2 separate regions of the Gossypium hirsutum genome follow, and region 1 is linked to region 2. A link is a contact called in public Hi-C data. All regions are on one chromosome and are shown on one strand. The core of a region is the stretch at or near the end of the contact, and the rest is flanking DNA. Distances in the headings are between cores, read along the strand shown. Region 1 holds the start of LOC107953007. Region 2 holds the start of LOC107953017 (transcription factor PHYTOCHROME INTERACTING FACTOR-LIKE 15).

Region 1 (3,641 bases), core at 604-3,103, 140 kb before region 2:
CTTCTCAATATAATTTGTCATCCATGTCATAACTACATTAGCATTGGTCATTAACGGAGCAAATGCCTGGTTCTCTTAGCAGATATAGACAATGCTACTTTCTGATAATTGATTTGTTAGATTTTAGGTTTTAAAATAATAATAATTGTTTGAGTTTAGGCCATCGATCAGTACCCTTAGCTTTCAAGTTTGCCCCGATCTTACCTTTGAGCTTAACTCTGTTTACAGTGGGGGCACTGCGATTTGTTTGGTTGGAATAGAGGTCATTTAGAACAAATTCTTTTTGTTTCTAACACAACAGCAATTTTTGGGAACACTGTACCTAAAACCATATCCAAGTCAAAACTGAAGAATGACAACAGAGAACTGATACAACAAACACTGCTCGAAACTGAAATTATGCTTTAGCCTTCAGTCTTGCTGCTTACAAAGTGTAACTTAAGCTTAAGCTTACCATCTAGCTTCATAATCCACAGTGTTTATATTTACAAGTGGAAAGCTGTACATAAGTGTAACTTGGTTTTTTAGGAAGCAAGAAACTAAAATCGAAAAGGGTTTTTTAATGGAAACAACGATGATAGTCGAGCGCAGCAGTTAGTCAGCTGCAATGTTTAGATGTGGATGCAAGTGCCACAGCTTGTGCCCACACCTTGAGCCGAGCCTTCACATCTCTTGGGTCATCACCTAAAATTACAGAGTAAACATCCCATCAGATGAACTGAAAATGCTATGCAGAGCCTTTATATAAATCAAACAATCAGTAGTTCCCAAGTTTCCTGTTAGGTTTAGAAAAGAAAGCATAAAGGTCCAAATTAAAGGTAATTTTGACTAACCAGGGCTAGAGATACGCCAGTTGGCGATCGGAGAATTGCCACCGCTACTAGGCATCTCCAACATACGCTCATGTTCCAACTCTAACCCAAGATCCCTACACGCCTTCACTTCCTCCAAGTCCATACACAGCGACCTCTGCCCACCTTTGGGCCTTGTAATCACCACCAATCCCGCACTACCCCCTTCACTTTCCCCACTGAAACTTCCACTATGGTTGCTGTAACTTGCAATTAATTCTCCATCTTTCTTCTTGCTGCAGCTTTTACTCTCATTATCTTCCCATCTATCTCTAGTAATCCTCCTCTTCCTCGACTTGTTGTTCCCTTTTGACCTTCTTAAACCACCCTTTTGAGCTTCATTTTCACTTGCGTAATCTTTCGCCACTCCCGTCAGCTCCTGAGACAACACCGCTTTTCGGTTCCTCCGGCGAGGTGGGGTGGCGGGAAGAGAGTAGCAGCTAGGTTCCTTGTCGGAGTCAGAAGAGAGTTGAAGCAATTCTTTGCCACGGAACTCTTCATCAACATCTGCATCAAAGGACAACCTCGACAGATACATCCCCAGATTATCATCATCATCATCATCATCCTCGTTCGTGTACATGGAACTGGTACACATGGAAAGCCTCGACAAGTTATATGTATGGGCCTGATGCTCAAACCCAAAATCAATATCGTCATAGTCATCTTCCACCATGGACGAAACAACCGTCATACTTTCATCTGAAGCCATCTTTCGCAACAACAAAAAGAAAAAAAGAAAGAAAAAGAAACTAAAAGAACGATGAAGTTGAAGTGTGCTTTTCTTCTTCTTTTTTCTGTTATCAAAGTGATATATTAGAGAGAAAACAAAAAGACCGGCTGGCTATACATTATTTAACAAGGTGTGGCGTTTGGGCTTTTTATGAATCATTCATCAATTTCTGATTTCATAATAAAAAGTAAAATAAACACACTCCTCACTCTGAACAACCAAATTTATACGCAGAAAATTTGAAGCCTTTAATTACAGAGATACCCATTTCGGTGCTCAATCACTTCCTCTTACTTCCTTTTTGGTAGTTGGCAGAAGGTTGGGATTGTAATTTTGGTTTTAAATCAAATTAGTTAAGTAAGAAGCTTCGGACCATATGGCTTTTTTTTTTTGAATAATTATTAAAAATGATTACAAGTTATTTACACATGGCAATATTGAGCCAAATGACGTAGAGATCTGCTCAAGGACACGTAGCTCCACACAAATTCTTTTCCTGCTGCTAACACCACTCTACTTCATTCATAACCGGGTCACGAGTCACGACTCACTACGTGTCAACAAGGTACCAAAGATTGAAACCTGCCCTCACGATTTCCCATAACCTAGCTCTGTTTCGAAATCATTGTACACTATACTGTGCCATTGCTTTTTGCCCATTCCTTTTCTTTATTTATACTTTCACTTTCTTTTTTACAAATGAGGCTTTTCTTTATGACTATTTTACCCAAAAAAACAAAAACTCATTTCCAACATTGTTTATGAAAATGGTGGATTGGGTTAAAAATTTTAAAATACATCCACGTGAAATTATTTTAAGAGAATTTAAAAAAAAAATGTGTTGAACCGTAAAAATACGTTGATATGGGCGTACTCTTTTTTTTTTAATATTATAAAAAATGATTTTTTAAAAATTTACAAGGATAAGCTGTTATAAAAAATAGATTTTTTATTTTAAGGTGCTACAAATTAATATGGAAATAAAATTTACAAAATAAATAATTATATAAACTCTCATTTCTCTTGTTTTCTTAACTAATATAGGATGTGAGATGTGTGTATATATAGAGCCATGAATAGGTTTGCAACTTGTTTCTAGACAATGTGAGATTCATTCCTATTATAACTAACAACATAAGATTAAAGGCTATACTATCTTTTATAATTTTTTACAAAAAAAATTCTATTTTTTATATTTTTTAATATTTTCTCATATTATAAAATTATCTTTTGAGATCCTTTAAACTTGTTGCATTTTAAAATTGTTAGCATATACAAAAGGACTATTAAAAAAAATTACACATATGAAACTTGTACATGCAATAATCTTCTATTCAATTTTAAATGTTTGAAGTTAATATCTATGCAATTCTAATTTTTAAAATAATTTTCTATTATTTCAATTTAGAAGTTATACTTTTAAATTTTATTTTATTTTATGTTATGCATGTTTGATTAATAAATAAATGGTGAGTATTTGGTACTCAAATAGTATTTTTTTGTAATTTTAAAAAAATTGATATCTCTTTTTTTATATATTTATTTTTTAATATTTTACTATACTCATTAATTTTTTAATTCTAATTTTAATTTAATTTTCATCACCTAATGAATGTTGATAAATTTATTTCAGATGTATTTTGACTATATAAATAATCTATTTAAACATAGTATATAATTATGTTAAATAAGTTTTTCTATGGAAATATATAATATGCATAAAATATAATAATTATTTTTCATATTTTTATATCTAGATTAAATTACATTAGTAGTCACTTAACTATGATTTTTTGGCTATCGAATTATAAAAATTTACAAAATGATCACTCAACTATTAGTAATTTTTTAAATATTTATTTTTTAATATTTACTATATTCATTTTATATTTTATAATTTTTTTACTTATAGAGTTTAAAAATTTTATTTATAATGTAACAAATGTTAACTTTTTGTAAAAAAAATTTAAAGTCTATAAGTAAAAAAATATAAAATATAGTGCAGCCTTTAATTTGATGTTATTAGTCAAAAGAGGAAGGAATCTCACATTGTATAG
Region 2 (3,923 bases), core at 259-2,758:
ATGAAGACGATGCCACCATTTGGTCTGGATTTCCCTTAAAAGCTGTATCATCCGGCGCTAATCTCGCATTTGGAACAGCTTCGGATTGCTCGTCAGGGAATGATTCTTTTAGAGGCTCAGAATCTGGTAACGTTGGCCTCATTCGCTTCGCCATGAAATCACCTTCATTTCCGAAGGGAATATTGCTACTCCTTGGAGGCGCAGATCTGACATTATTGCCTTGTAAATCCTCAGCACCTGCAGCTAATCCTGGAGTGCGCATTGCACCAGAGCTTGCATGGTTTGATCTTAAGATGGAAAAGTTCACCCTATCTTTTTCCTCCTTTGATCCCTTAAACTGCTGCAAGGAAGAGCAAGGTACCTCGTCTTCTACAAGTTGATTGGGCACGTAGCTTGGTTTTAAACGATTGAAGTTGTTTACTGGAACAATATTAGCATCCACGCCATGACGATCCAGTTTTGAGAGACTGGAGAGACCTGATATGGGATGGGCGAAGGTGGAATCTGCAACCCCCCCATCCTTTGATCCATTCGCAGTAGAACGCGATGAGAACGGGAAACTCTTTTGAGTTACCTTGGACGATAAACCTCGAATGAGAACTTGACCATTTTCCCATACCAGCTCCATGAAATCAGGATCGCGCCTGCATTATTAGAAAAAACTTCAATCAATAAATTCAATGCATAAATAACAAAATAGTAGAGAGCTTGGGAAAAAAGAATCACAAAGAAAATCATACATGAAAGGTCCATTAGGCAAGTCGGATGTCATCCTTGGTGTTTGCAGCTGAATGTAGCTAGCCTACCTATCCTACATCAATAATGCTCAACAATGAGATTCTGCCAACAAATTAATCTCCATTTTCATGACCAGGAGTCTTTTTTTCTCTTTCCAAAGGAAGAACAGTGGTGATAAAGGACAAGGGAAAAAAGTTGAATAGAAATCATATAGATGGTCTTTCTGTACTACCCAACCAACGAGAAAACCCCACATAGACATGTTTAGAGGGGGCTCTTACCTGCTAAGATGCTGGAAATCCTAGAAATGAATGAAAGTGAAAATGGGAATCAAATCAAGCACTAGAAATAGTGGGTTCTTTGTAAAATTATTACACAACACTGATAAGACGGTGGGATTTGGAAGAACCCTGTGGTGAAAAATGAGGCGTCCACAAAAAATTGAAGCCTGTCTAATCTTAAATATGTTGTTGCGTGGAGGTTAGGTATCCACACTGGAGAAGGAGGCCAAGTTCATTGACCCACCAGCAAAGAGAAGATATTCCTAAAAATAATTCGTCATTTTTGAGATTTTTGGGACCATTAAATTGTGGTATTTTAACTAATGACTCACTCCCTGGAAAAAGAGAAGTTTCTTCAATGTAAAGGGAGCTGGACCATTTCTTTCGATCGGTTCCTAGGCAGAATAGAAGCATCTTTAGTCTCCCCCCAAAAAAAAAAATTAGGCAGCGGAAGCGAAATAGAAGAGAAAGAGATGTTCTTGAATGGTGACGTACTGATATTTGACTGGCTTTCAAATTATAAATATAAATTAAATATCTTGTCCTTTCATGTCTTCTGGTAGAAGCTATGGTGATAGACAGCATTTTAATTTCATTTGGCCGTAAAGTCCCCTTCGATTTACAGGCCAACTTTAGATAGGAATTTTAAGCAAGAAAATAAATTTTGATTTTAAATTGAGATTTGAATTCAAATAAAAAATTAAACTTTTTAATTTTTGAAAAAATGTTTTTTAATGAATTTCTTTTATCTTATTATAATACTTTTTCAAAAGCGTTTTTTTATAGTAATAATAAACATTATTAAATTTTTCAAAAAAACATTTTTCAATCTTAAAAGTAAACCAATCCTTGAATTTTTCTTATTTTATTTGTTTGTTTATTAAAATTAAAAAAATGATAAAAATTAATTTAGTATTTGTTTATACATCCTATTATTCATACACTTTAAAACAATATGATATGATATTTTATTGTTTTCTTTTGTGAAATTATATGATATTTTCTTATTGAATTAAGAGTGATTTTTTAATTCAAAAGAGAAGTGAATTTTTAAAATTATCTGATTAATCATACTATAAGTTCATGGTAATCGACAACAAACATGCCAATGAAGGGGATAGTGACGAATCATCTTTCATTATCTTGAAACTAAAAATGAAAGTTCGTAAGCTGAGTAAGACGTGGGCAAAATTTTGTATGAGCCCATAATGGAATCTAAGACACTCACGTGGGTTGGGGGGTTCAGGACCAGGACTAGCCACAGTCCAAAGTGGAGCCACCGCCAAGTGGCGACATGTAACCCAATTTATCAGTTAGTCACCACCTTTGAATTTCGTATCAAAATCCTTTCACTGAGAAGAAGAAAAAAGAAGAAAGCGTGTACTTCACGTGATCACCAATGGTTCACGTGGCCCATGTTTCCTTGTCTTTGAACTTTAAAAAAATAATTTTTTTCCTTTCCTTTAGGATTAAATTTTCCACTTCCAGGCAAGATTTAACAAGTGTAGACCAAACAAAACCGTGACCAGTCCTTGAATAAAACCAGGGGGACAGCGACGGTTCTAAGGAAGGGGCCGAGGCCACCATAATGATGATGATAAGGAAAGTTCCCAACTCAACGGACATTAAAGAAGTGTCAGATGTAGAACCTAATCTAATCTCCTGTAGAATATGCCCGAAATATTTTTAAGTCTTCCGATTTCAAGGCTGACGTGTGTGCCTTAGAAACCCCAGAAAGTTTCTGCCAGGGTCTCTTGTAATAGTGCTCAACCTAACAAAGACTCCACATTGTTTAAACACTAATGAAAAAGACCGGAAGTTATAATTGGTAATCAATTTCGTTACATCACACCAAACAGCATATGGTGGGGGCGTGCACTAGGAAAATAGAATTGAGGAAAAAAAAAGAAAATCAAATACTTATATCTCACCGTGATTGTAGATGTAGTTGCTTAAATCATGAACAACAGCAGCCCCTGGACAGGAGGATGATTGTAAGTTAAATAATGGAACACCATAGTTATAAATGCCAAAGCTCCCGCAAATGCAAGTTACAGGCCACTCGGAAAGCAAAATGATATGTTCACTATTACAGATAAGGTTCTATTGAACAATTGAGAGATGGACAAGGTATCAGGAAAATTTTAAGGACGGTCAAATTTACAAAGTCGACTTCTTAGTTCCTGGGACAAATGGAAGTCTGCTCATCGGACCTCTTTTGGTTCAGTATTTACTGTCTTTCAAGCACTCGGCTATTACATGTTTCAGCTGGAGCATCTTTTCCCTTGCTGACTGCATTAAGTTAGGATGATAAAATGTATTAATCAACCTATATAGATAACATTCAATTCTAATTTATATCCAAGAATTTATATAGTCTATAAGCTCCATCTTAAGTATGAGGACTCCACATAAGGTGAGGAAGCAAGTAGCAACAGTATCCCAGTATAAACTCTCGTCAAATATAATAAGCTTCTTATTTAAGCAGGCACTTAGCGAGCAAATTCGATAGAAGCATTATACTCAACAGCATAGATTTCAAGCCCAAATGACTCCACTGTCTAGTGGCCCCCAAGTAATGTACCTAACCTTCTCACCAAGGTCAGCTAACTGTGATGTATGGCTATATTCCACAACCAAGTATTTTGGCCAGTAGATACCCCGCATAGTGAATGGACTACACAGACCATACCTGAATTATGGAAAACCAGTGCTAAACTTTTTTTTTTATGTTATTATAAACAGAAACAACAAACGTGCCTCATGTACAGAAGTGATTCTTCTTTCAGCATTATTAAGTTGGATTTCAGCTGCTTCTTTAACGTGCATGAGAAGCTTCTGGTGTGATACTTCTGAAAATATGAGACAGAGTCAGGTGTGCAAGATACACTAAATATTATTTAA

Evidence for each region. Hi-C and Micro-C count contacts between places; a contact is called where the count stands out from the background.
Region 1: a Hi-C map of leaf shows a contact between it and region 2, with 1.7 times the contacts expected there. The contact joins the promoter of LOC107953007 here to the promoter of LOC107953017 in region 2. A contact is called at or near these places in 3 of 34 Hi-C or Micro-C datasets (anther, hypocotyl and leaf).

The regions. Positions count from the first base shown.
Region 1 is chrA07:28,358,962-28,362,602 of Gossypium_hirsutum_v2.1, reverse strand. It overlaps LOC107953007, which reads right to left and starts at 1,853. Exons shown (of 2, transcript XM_041117900.1): 1 at 834-1,853; 2 at 371-684. The coding sequence starts at 1,563. The coding sequence ends at 599.
Region 2 is chrA07:28,221,270-28,225,192 of Gossypium_hirsutum_v2.1, reverse strand. LOC107953017 (transcription factor PHYTOCHROME INTERACTING FACTOR-LIKE 15) reads right to left here and starts at 1,508. Exons shown (of 7, transcript XM_041117898.1): 1 at 741-1,508; 2 at 1-644. The coding sequence starts at 772. It overlaps LOC107953018 (meiosis-specific protein ASY3), which reads right to left. Exons shown (of 9, transcript XM_016888246.2): 8 at 3,780-3,871; 9 at 2,912-3,311. The coding sequence ends at 3,243.